Regions from separate parts of the Mus musculus genome. Here region 2 is linked to region 1. Evidence: chromatin contacts called from public promoter capture Hi-C data. All regions are on one chromosome and are shown on one strand. Each heading gives the region's core, a stretch centred on a gene start, on an enhancer-like site or on the middle of the called end of the contact. The rest is flanking DNA. Distances are from core to core; before and after follow the strand shown. Region 1 has its middle 18 kb from the start of Gm30242. Region 2 overlaps Tmcc2 (transmembrane and coiled-coil domains 2).

Region 1 (4,785 bases), core at 1,362-3,861:
CCTTTCAGACCTGCACCATACCTGCCACTTCCTGCCTCCCCATGGCAGGAGATGATCTTGCTTCCTGTTTCACAGAGACCAGGAATCAGACCCCAGCCTCGCGGCCCCTCCTCTTTCCTCTTTTCGTTCTTCTTGTTGGCCCTTCTGGTAAGAGTGGGCTCATTTTTATTTACATCTGCTTTTCCTTTGACGCTCAGTTTCCTTGTCTATAAAGACAAGGAGCACAGCATCTGCACTGGGTCGTTAAGGCCCCCTCAGTCACAGGGGTGGGGGTGGGGGCCTATCTTCTCATGGATGCTCAGTGACCAGTCTGCCAGCACAGCCTGATTGACAGATTGGCCTGAAGTCCAGTTCAACCTATCAGATCTGCCAGATGCCTTCCCTACACAAGGGCAGACCCCAAAGAAACAAACCTCACATCTTGATCTCTAATCCCAGGGATCCCTGCTATAAAAGACTAACAGAAAGACAATCCAATGTCATTTTAATGATGTTACATTAATTTAATTGCGATTTTGCTTCCAATGACCTGTCATTCTGTCTACATAGTGTCATATAGCACACACACACACACATTTTTCCTTATTTTAAAAGAATGCTAGCTATGCAAGATCCCTTCCTTTTACTGGAAAATGGACTTTGGTAACCTGGACAGGCTGTCCCTGTCCTGGTTGTCCCTGTCCTGGCTGTGCCTGCCCTAGCTGTCCCTGACCTGGCTGTCCCTGACCTGGCTGGGCAGGGCTCAGGGTTTCCATAGTAGAGAGGCAAAGGTGGTGACTGACTGGAGGTTAGAGATTCAGAGATGTTAAATCCTGCCTGATCTCCCTTGCAGTAGCTCAGCTGAACAGAGCTTCTTCAACTACCAGGACAGGCTTCCTCCTCCCCGACTGGCCAGAGGTGGTTTCCACTTTTTTTCTTCTGAGTTGCTCCCAGCAAGCCCATGGGAGAAATTCTGGATTTGGATGAAGAAAGTGAAAATGTGGTCAGCATAGTGGCCTGGCTTTTTATCTACTTTTCTCCATGCAATGGGCCCCAGGAGGGGCCTGAGTAGCTAACCTTGGTGTGCTGGAGACTTCCCCTGCTGCCTGGGTCTCAGCTAAGGACCCAACAGGGAGCTATGAAGGCACAGGCTGGAGGCTGGGCCCCTCCTGCTGTGGGAGCTGAGAAGGAAGATGGTAGAGTGTCAGGATGAATCCATGAGGGACAGCAGAAGGGACTGGGTTATGTCATTTGTACAGTAAAGGAACTGGATTGTGCCTTCTTTTATTTCCTTTCTTTCTTTCTTTCTTTCTTCCTTTCTTTCTTTCTTTCTTTCTTTCTTTCTTTCTTTCTTTCTTTCTTTGTATTTTTTTTCAAGGTGGTTTCTCTGTACAGTTCTGGCCACACTGGAGCTCACCCTGTACACCAGGCTGCCCTCAGACTCAGAGATCCATACGCCTCTGTCTCCTGAGTGCTGGATTTAAGAGTAGGTGCTACCATCACTTGGCCTGGGTCATTCTTTCTTCAAAGAATCCCATGTCCTCTTTGCCACTAAGTTCAAACATGGTCAAGTGGGTGACAGAAGACGTCATCCAGAAGATGTCAGCGCAGGAAAAACACAACTAGGAAACCAAGAGAAGCTGGAGGGGAAGGAGAGGAGGGCATATGGCAGTGTGTGTGTTGGGGAGGGGCGCGGTCACCTCTCAGCAGCAGGAATCAGGAAGACAGAAAAGGGCCAGGGGCAAGACACCCTTCAAACGATCCTAAACCGACCTGGCCACAACTCCTGCTTTCTCTCACCTCTCCATAAAGCCACCAGATTATGAATCCATCAATGATCAGTGAATTGACTAAATTAGCCTTCATCAGCCAATCACCAGCTTGGGACCAAGCTTGCAAGACATGATCCTTTGGAGGGCACTTCATTTCCAGACCATAATAGGCCATCAGGGAAGAAAAGCACCCCAAGGTCCCCCAGCTCCGTGACCAACCTCTGCAGAACTCTTGATTCACTGAGCATAATTCCTGAGAAACGTGGTAAACAGCGGAGCCTGCTCCTCCTGCTTAAACCAACATCTTCTGGGTGGATTCCTGGGGATTTTGCTTCTTGCCAAGGTAGGCAAAGTGGCAGGCTGTGTACGTGGCCTGGGAGACACTGAGAGCCATCCCGTTTTCTGACTTTTCCCCATATCTGTTCTGTGTACCTGTAAACACCTGTGGGTTACAAAAAAATGACTCCAGGAGCCCCGAGGGCTAAGGTTTGACTGTTGGTCTGCCATAGCATCCAGACTCTAAATTTAGAGGCTCCCTGAGCCCATGGAAGGCTCTGGAAGGAATGGAGGTTTGAGCAGGGCCAGGCCAGCCAGGCTCAGGTAATCTTCTTCCCCCAAGCAGCTAAGATCAGCTTCAGAGTGGAGCCCAATTAGCCCTACTCATGAATTCTGCATGTGGTGCTGACTTTCAGCCACATCCCTTCCTCCCTTATGCAAAGCCCTTTGCTCCCTGGGAAGTAATTACAATATCTGGCCCATTTTAATGAAGGCAAAAAGTATTCCACGGTTGTATGTTGCTTCTCCGGGGTGGGAGAAGGCTGGGAGGGCGGGGCAGGAGGACAGGCTGGGAGGGCGGGGCAGGACGGCAGGCTGGGAGGGCGGGGCAGGAGGATGGCTGCGGAAGAGGAATGAGTGAACAGCCGTCCTGGCCTTTGCAGTGAGAGTCTCAGCTCACAAGTCTGCTCACACACATTTCTCACGGAATCACTGCTCTGCTGTGACAGCCAAGGCAGACGTAGGCTTTAGAAACACTGATGCCTGAGAGCTGTGCCCGCTTGGCTTTGAAAATGAGGTAGACATCCTGTCAGCTAGAGTAAGTCAGTATTTCCATCTCACGCAGCTCATTCAGCAGGGAGTTCACAGACCAGAAAGACAGGCTGAAGGACTCGCTCCCAACCCCACCGGGGCGATGCTTTCTCAGGCTGTCAGCTTCTTCTGCTTTTGTTCCCTTGACCCGCGCCTAGCATATCACACTTACCTAGACGGGTGACTATAATAAGCACAATCAAACCACTGAGAAAGCAATGAGCATTCCCAAGCTGCGTGACAATTATTTCAAAGATATTAAAGCTTGAAAATCAAGGTGTGATAAAGCTGATCACATGAGGGGCTGAAGATGGCTCTGTGGCTAAGACCACTGGATACTCTTCCAGAGACCTGGGATTTGATTCCCAGCACCCACATGGTGGCTCACAACCATCGGTAACTCCAGGCCCAGAGGATCTGACCCTTCTGTCCTTCTTGGTAAACACACCCAGGCAAACACCCATACACATACGGGAATAACATTTTTCAGAACTGTTAAGGTGATCTAGGTGACAGAGGCAAAGCAGTAGATATTGGCTCAGCCGTCTTTGGCTTTCGAATCCTTTTTTGTATATTGATCCCAGATTCCATAGCAAATGAAAAGACGGTCTAGAGAGCGAGATGAGCTTCCCAGTTGGTGAGCTTCAGTTTATTGTCTATTGTGCTCTAAAGAATAGCAATGATTTAAACATGTATGTTTGGTTCTATTGATGGCTGTCAAGACTGAGTCAGGCTTGTGATCCCAGAGTCTTCAGGAACCAGAGGCAAGAAGAATATCCCTGGTCTGAGCGCAGCCTAGTGTCTAAACCAGGAGTGCTACACAGTGTGATTCTGTCTCCTCAACTGGTGTGTGTGTGTGTGTGTGTGTGTGTGTGTGTTTGCTTCAAGACAGAGTTCACTGTGTAGCTCTGACTGTCCTGGAACACACCTTGTAGATCAGGCTGCCCTTGAACTCACAAAGATCCACCTGCCTCTGCCTCCCGAGTGCTGGGATTAAAGGCATGTCTCATTGCGTTCTGCAATAAGAATGATTGTGTGACTCACACACTTGGTACATGGCTACTCACGGCCACATAAGTACGGGAATCTCAGTGTTTGGGTTGATGTTTCAAAATTGACTGTCCGAAAACAACCCAATTTCCCACCAATAGACTGATGGGTAACGAAATAGAGCATAATCCTAGAAGTGAAATATTTTTCAGATAGACAAAAAGATAATGCATTGAATGTATTAAAACAAGGGTGAACTTTTAATATATCATATTAAATACAGGAAGCTAGACACGAACAGTTAGACAAACACACTGGTGATTATGCACAGCAATGTCCTGTCAGTCAGATCTCCCTCTCTCACTACAACAAACCTCTGAGGGAACTTGTCTGTCTGACCTATTGCTTTGGGCCTGTGGAGAGTAACTAGCATGGTGGAAAGTCAGGGTAGGGATAGACACAAAACCAATCATTTCATAGGCAGAAATCAAGAGGAGGATGAGGAAGAGGAGAAAGAGGAAGAGAGGGGGAGGAGGAAGAGAAAGAAAAGAAACACTTGGTGTGCCACACTCCCCTGTCAATAACATCCCAGTAGGTCACACCACCTCCCACTGGCACCATCTGGGATTAAGTTTTCTTTTGAGGGGCTGAAAAAATGGCTCAGCGGTTAAGAACACTGACTGCTCTCCCAGAGGTCCTGAGTTCAATTCCCAGCAACCACATGGTGGCTCACAACCCTCTGTAATGGGATCCCATGCCCTCTTCTGGTGTGTGTCTGAAGACAGCGACAGTGGACTCCTATACATAAAAAGAAGTTTTTTGTGGTCCGTGCTCCACCTCAATCAAGCTTTTGAGTCTTTCAAGATCACTCAGGATGCAAACCACCATCAATGTACATAGTACCTTTTATATTAGGAGGTATTTGTGACACAGTTAATAAAAGGAAAGGGGGGCCTGG
Region 2 (4,729 bases), core at 1,195-3,694, 200 kb before region 1:
TCTTTTGCCTTTTCCCTACTTCACTGATCTCTCTGGGTGGAAATACTCTGCCCTCCTGATTAGCTCTGGATTCTGGAGTGTACAATTGCCAGAGATACCGTGTACGAGTTGGACAACTCCACTGTTACCTAACCCCTGTTGCTAAGCTCAGGCCAGGGCCTGTGGGAGATGAGCTCTTTGTCTATAGCCCATGGAGCTGAGATCATGCCAGTCTAGACACAGGTAGCACACTATAGCCAAGGCTTCTCTCAGCCTTTGGCTCCCTTAGCCATGCTGTGCCCAAGAAGGTGTGCTCTGGGTTTGGGTGTGAGCTCCCGAAGTCAGGGCTAGTAATAGTCAGCAGTAGGCAGAGCTCTGTCATCTGGCTCCAGACTGTGTGGAGCCAGCACTGGGATGTGGGCATGGGTCATGGGAGTTGGCAAACATCTCCCAGCTACTGAGAATGCTCTTCCCTGCATCTGCCACATCCCTGAGATGAGAAACGTGACCCTGGTCCCTCGGTGCCAGGTGAGGCAATGGAAATACAGTACTATTAACCTGATCCCTGCATCTGTGACTTGTTCTCGATGCAGTTTGTACTTTCTGGCTTTATCCCTGCCAGGCAGAGGACTTTGGAATAAAAACAGAGGTACAGAACACACACCACCGCAGCCCTTTGAGGGTTCTCAGAGAATTGGGGGCTCTCCTGAGCTACAGTGGAGAGGTTAGGCCTTCTCCAACCTCTCCTTTTACTCCAGGGACAGGTGCCAGGATGTCACAAACAGAGCATCAGGCATATCTTCGTGGCCCTGGCTCCTCAAATATTCTAGAGGTCCTGTCTGCGCCCTTGCCCCTGGACCCCAGCTGCCATTCTAGTTCCCAGTATATTCCTTTCTCTTCCTTACAGCTCTCTTGATACCCCTCCCCCCACCCCAGAACTGGCTTGCTATCCATAGCTAGTGAATAATTCAGCATGTTCAACAAAAGCTAAGTCAGATCCATAGTGATACTGTGATCAAGAGGCCCCCTTGAGGGCAGCTGGAAAGGCGAACCTTGTCCTGGATAGACAAGCGCCCTGTAATATTAACTTCATTATATAAGGTTTCTTCGCCTCCTGAGAAGGCAACTTCAATGTTACCTGGGCCCTGTTCCTGTCTACTTACCTTTTGGGGGACTCCCTGGTCTTGTAGGCACACCTCTGAGACATGCTGGTACCAACAGTCAGTCAAACAGCATGCTACAGTTTGCAGAGTGCTTTTGTGCATATTTCTTGTCTAATCATATCAGCTCCTGGTAAGCTCGGAGCCCTTGAGTCAGCGGGAGCCTACAGGAATTGTGTTTCAATCCCCTGCTTTAGGGAAAAAAAAAATGTTCTCAATTATTTGTGGCAAATGGGGTCGGGTAGAGGGTACTTTGTGTCCTAAAAATTGTGCAGAAAGGAGATACCATTTCCTCTGGGTCACTTTCTTCAGGGCCTGTTCCCAGTACATCCTCCTCTGGGGAGCAGAGGACCATTCAGAAGTGAATTTGGTTTGCTCAACCATGAGCCAGGTACATGGTTGTTTCCACTGACCAGGTTCCCATGCCCAGGAGTGACAGTCCTGCCCTGACCTACCCACCCCCTACACACACACACCAGAGTATCTGAGACATTAGGTCAACAAAAGCCTGGCAGGCAGAGGAGGCGCCTCCTCCCTTCCTGAAGGCAGCTGAAAGGTCTCATGGTATATGCACGCCAATGCTGTGCTGGGGCTTTCCCTCACTAGACCCTCTGTTTGCTGCTCCAGCTCCTGGGGCTGTGTCTCCACACACTCCTAGGGTACATGCCTGCCCGTGTCTCTCCACATACTCCTAGGGTACGTGCCTGCCTTGATTCCTTGACTGCTGCAGCTCACAGTTAGCAATATAAACCATTCTCTTGTCTTCCCAGCAGAAAGCAGTACCTACTGGTGACCTGGTTAGGTCTAAGAGTAAGTGTGGGGTAATGACTTCCCTGACCTCTGTTTCCAGGGGAGGCGTGGTGAGCACCAGGGAAGCTGCCAGCCTCCTGAGAAGCCTCTCTGGGACTTTGCCACACAACATGTGCAGCCCAGGAGTCTTTTGTCTTCCAAGGAACTGAATTTAACTGCTTCTCAGCTGTTCTCGGGCTTCTCACTCTGTAGAATGCGTGGATGCTGCTGAGTGAGTTTTACATTTTATTTGTGTTCCATGGTACTAGGGAGTCGAGCCCTGGGCTCCATGCCTGCAGAGCAAGGACTCTACCACTGAGCTATGCCCAACTCTATTTATTTTATTTTTAAGAGAGAAAAAAAGTAAATAGCATGATTTGTTTTATTTAAGGCAGAGAAAAACAAAAATCTTAAAGAAATAAGGACCTGATATCAAAATTGAGTGAAGAGGAAGTATGCTAAATGAGGAAGCAGCCAGTGTGAGAGCGAGCTGAGCCCTGAGGGCGCGCAGAGGAGTGTGGGCCCAGGACCTGGGCTCCTTCCAGTTTCCTGCTCCAGGACAATGTGAGCCCATCTATGGCCCCCAGACTTAGCTCTGTGTGGCTAAGCTGAGGCTAGACACCTCCAGCTGCAGCTCATCTGCCTCGGCCTGTAGGCCGGTGGTGACAGCTGCTTCTGCCATGCTACTGCCTCTTGCTCAGCCAGAGCGTGGAGGAAGTGACCAAGAGGGACGGCCAGCACTTACTAGGAAGTATGTGTGCCGTCTACCCAGCAGCACATCTCCTTTGCAGAGAGAGTTGCTTGGTGACTCAAGGGCCTTCAGAACCATTGCTTAAATACTTGTGGCAGCTCGCCCCATGGCTTCTTGCCACTCTCAGCTTCACTCCAGATGACAGCTACTTTTCTGTCCCAGGCTAAATCGTGAAGGAACTGTCTGTGAAACTGTGATGTGTCCATGGGTGTATGCAATCACATGTGGTGAGAGAGCCTCGGTTCTAATAACCTATACCAGTACAGTGTGTCAGGCCCCATGTACCATTGGCAGCTAGCAAGGCCGAGGCACAGTTTACACACTCTCTCTGTGCCCGTGCCCATGCCTGAGCCCATTCTGGTTCATTGGCCTCATCCTGCAGGCTGTATCGCTTGTATAGCTTGTGGGTAGCAGGGTAAGGGTCTCTATCAGCCATTCTGACTCCCAAACACTCTGCCAGGCTCCTGGAAAGTTAACTCAGCATCCACAGAGCCCATTCTGCACGTATCTTCCTGACAGACATATTCACCTTTAACTCCTGCCCTTACACACACACACATACACACACACACACACACACACACACACACACACACACACACACACAGCGTGGATGCTTTCAGCCTATGCTCTAGAGCAACTGTGGAACCAAGCTTGAAACACAAGGTCATGCAAATGATCCTTGCAGCTCACAGTGGCAGACTGAGGGTCTCTGCTCATGGACAAAGACAAGGACAGCCTCATAGAGAAGAAGGGCTCTGCCTGCCAGCTTGCCATGCAGACACTGAGTAGTCCCTATTTGTTCCTTTTCTCTTAGAGACTACTGGTTCATCCCCAGAGCTCTTCCCTCCTTCTTCCTGACCACCATTGTGATGAGCTACTCTAGGAGTCAAGCTGAAGTGTCCTTCTGGGGTGCAGTTTTCCCTATGGCCATCTTAATGCCATGCAGCCTAACAGAACCATTTTTCTGCTCTTCTGAGCTTTGTGGATCAGGAAGTGTGGGAAGGAAGCCCTGCCAGTCAGAGACAGCTCCACAGTAAAAGAGAAGTTGGGGGTGGTGGGAGAGAACCCCAGTTCTAGCCCTCCCTGACTTCTGGTCTCCTGTGGTCACTGCAACTGCCTCCTCTTCCTCAGGTTATGGGTGAGTGAGATGGTTCAGTGGGTAAAGTAAAGGTATCCACTTCCAAGCTTGGTAGCCTGAGTTATGGAAGGAGAGCACCAACTGCAGCAGGATAGCCTCTGTCCTCCATATGTCTGCTGTGGCACGTGTGACCATATGCATACATACACTGCACACATAGATAGATAGATAGATAGATAGATAGATAGATAGATAGATAGATAGATAGATAGATGGATGGATGGATGGATGGATGGATGGATGGATGGATGGATAGATAGATAGATAGATAGATAGATAGATAGATAGATAGATAGATAGATAGATAATGAAATAAATATAATTTTTAAAAAGAAAAAGGAAAGGGATGTTTAGAAAGAGATGGATGAGGGAATGCCTTGGAGGACATGGGATATTCCCAGGCAATCATGGGAAGCCCAAGACCTTAGGCAAGAAGGTATCGTGTGCTGGTATGCACTCTGAGCCTGGTACAACCCACTGCTCACAAGCCTGTGGGTAAGCTGCCCTGTGGGTCTAGTGCTCTGGTACTTTTGTATACTCATACACTGTCCTGGTCAGTTTTCATACTCTGTGGAGAGGTGAGGTGTCCAGGGAAGCCTGAAGTGTAAACTCAGCTCTACAAGGAGGAGCGCAGTGAGAAATGTCACGCATTTGCAGACTTTATATTGTACATTAATGCTGTGAATTTAAAGTCATTTGGCCAACAAATATATACCTATATGTAGGCAACAATGAAATTTGCAAGGAGGGTTATATGGGAAGGTTTGGAGAGAGGAAAGGGAAGGGAGAAATTATATAATTATATTATAACCTCAAAATATAAAAGAAATAATTTTAAAAATTCTTAGTTCTGGGGCTAAAGAGGTAATTCAGAGGTTAAGAGTATTTTGCTCTTCAAGGACCCAAACT

The links. Promoter capture Hi-C pulls out the DNA fragments that hold promoters and counts their contacts.
Region 2: a contact with region 1 is called in a promoter capture Hi-C map of stem cell-derived epiblast-like cells, with 2.9 times the contacts expected there. The contact joins two enhancer-like sites. A contact is called at or near these places in 11 of 39 promoter capture datasets (the 3T3-L1 cell line, the HPC-7 cell line, the SN4741 cell line and 6 more), 15 of 484 Hi-C or Micro-C datasets (the AML12 cell line, B cells, CD8 T cells and 9 more), 6 of 115 datasets of contacts at active chromatin or transcription factors (embryonic basal ganglia, embryonic forebrain, embryonic stem cells and 2 more) and 3 of 9 other capture datasets (adipose tissue, liver and pancreatic islet).

The regions. Positions count from the first base shown.
Region 1 is chr1:132,166,192-132,170,976 of GRCm38.p6, reverse strand. No RefSeq gene overlaps it. Among named protein-coding and RNA genes, the nearest start is that of Gm30242, 18 kb to the right of the region's middle. Within about 2 kb of position 2,611, at least 31 of the 459 cell types and tissues checked have an H3K27ac peak or open chromatin away from gene starts, as enhancers often do.
Region 2 is chr1:132,368,791-132,373,519 of GRCm38.p6, reverse strand. All of the region lies in intron 2 of Tmcc2 (transmembrane and coiled-coil domains 2), which reads left to right. Among named protein-coding and RNA genes, the nearest start is that of Tmcc2, 20 kb to the left of the region's middle. Within about 2 kb of position 2,444, at least 92 of the 459 cell types and tissues checked have an H3K27ac peak or open chromatin away from gene starts, as enhancers often do.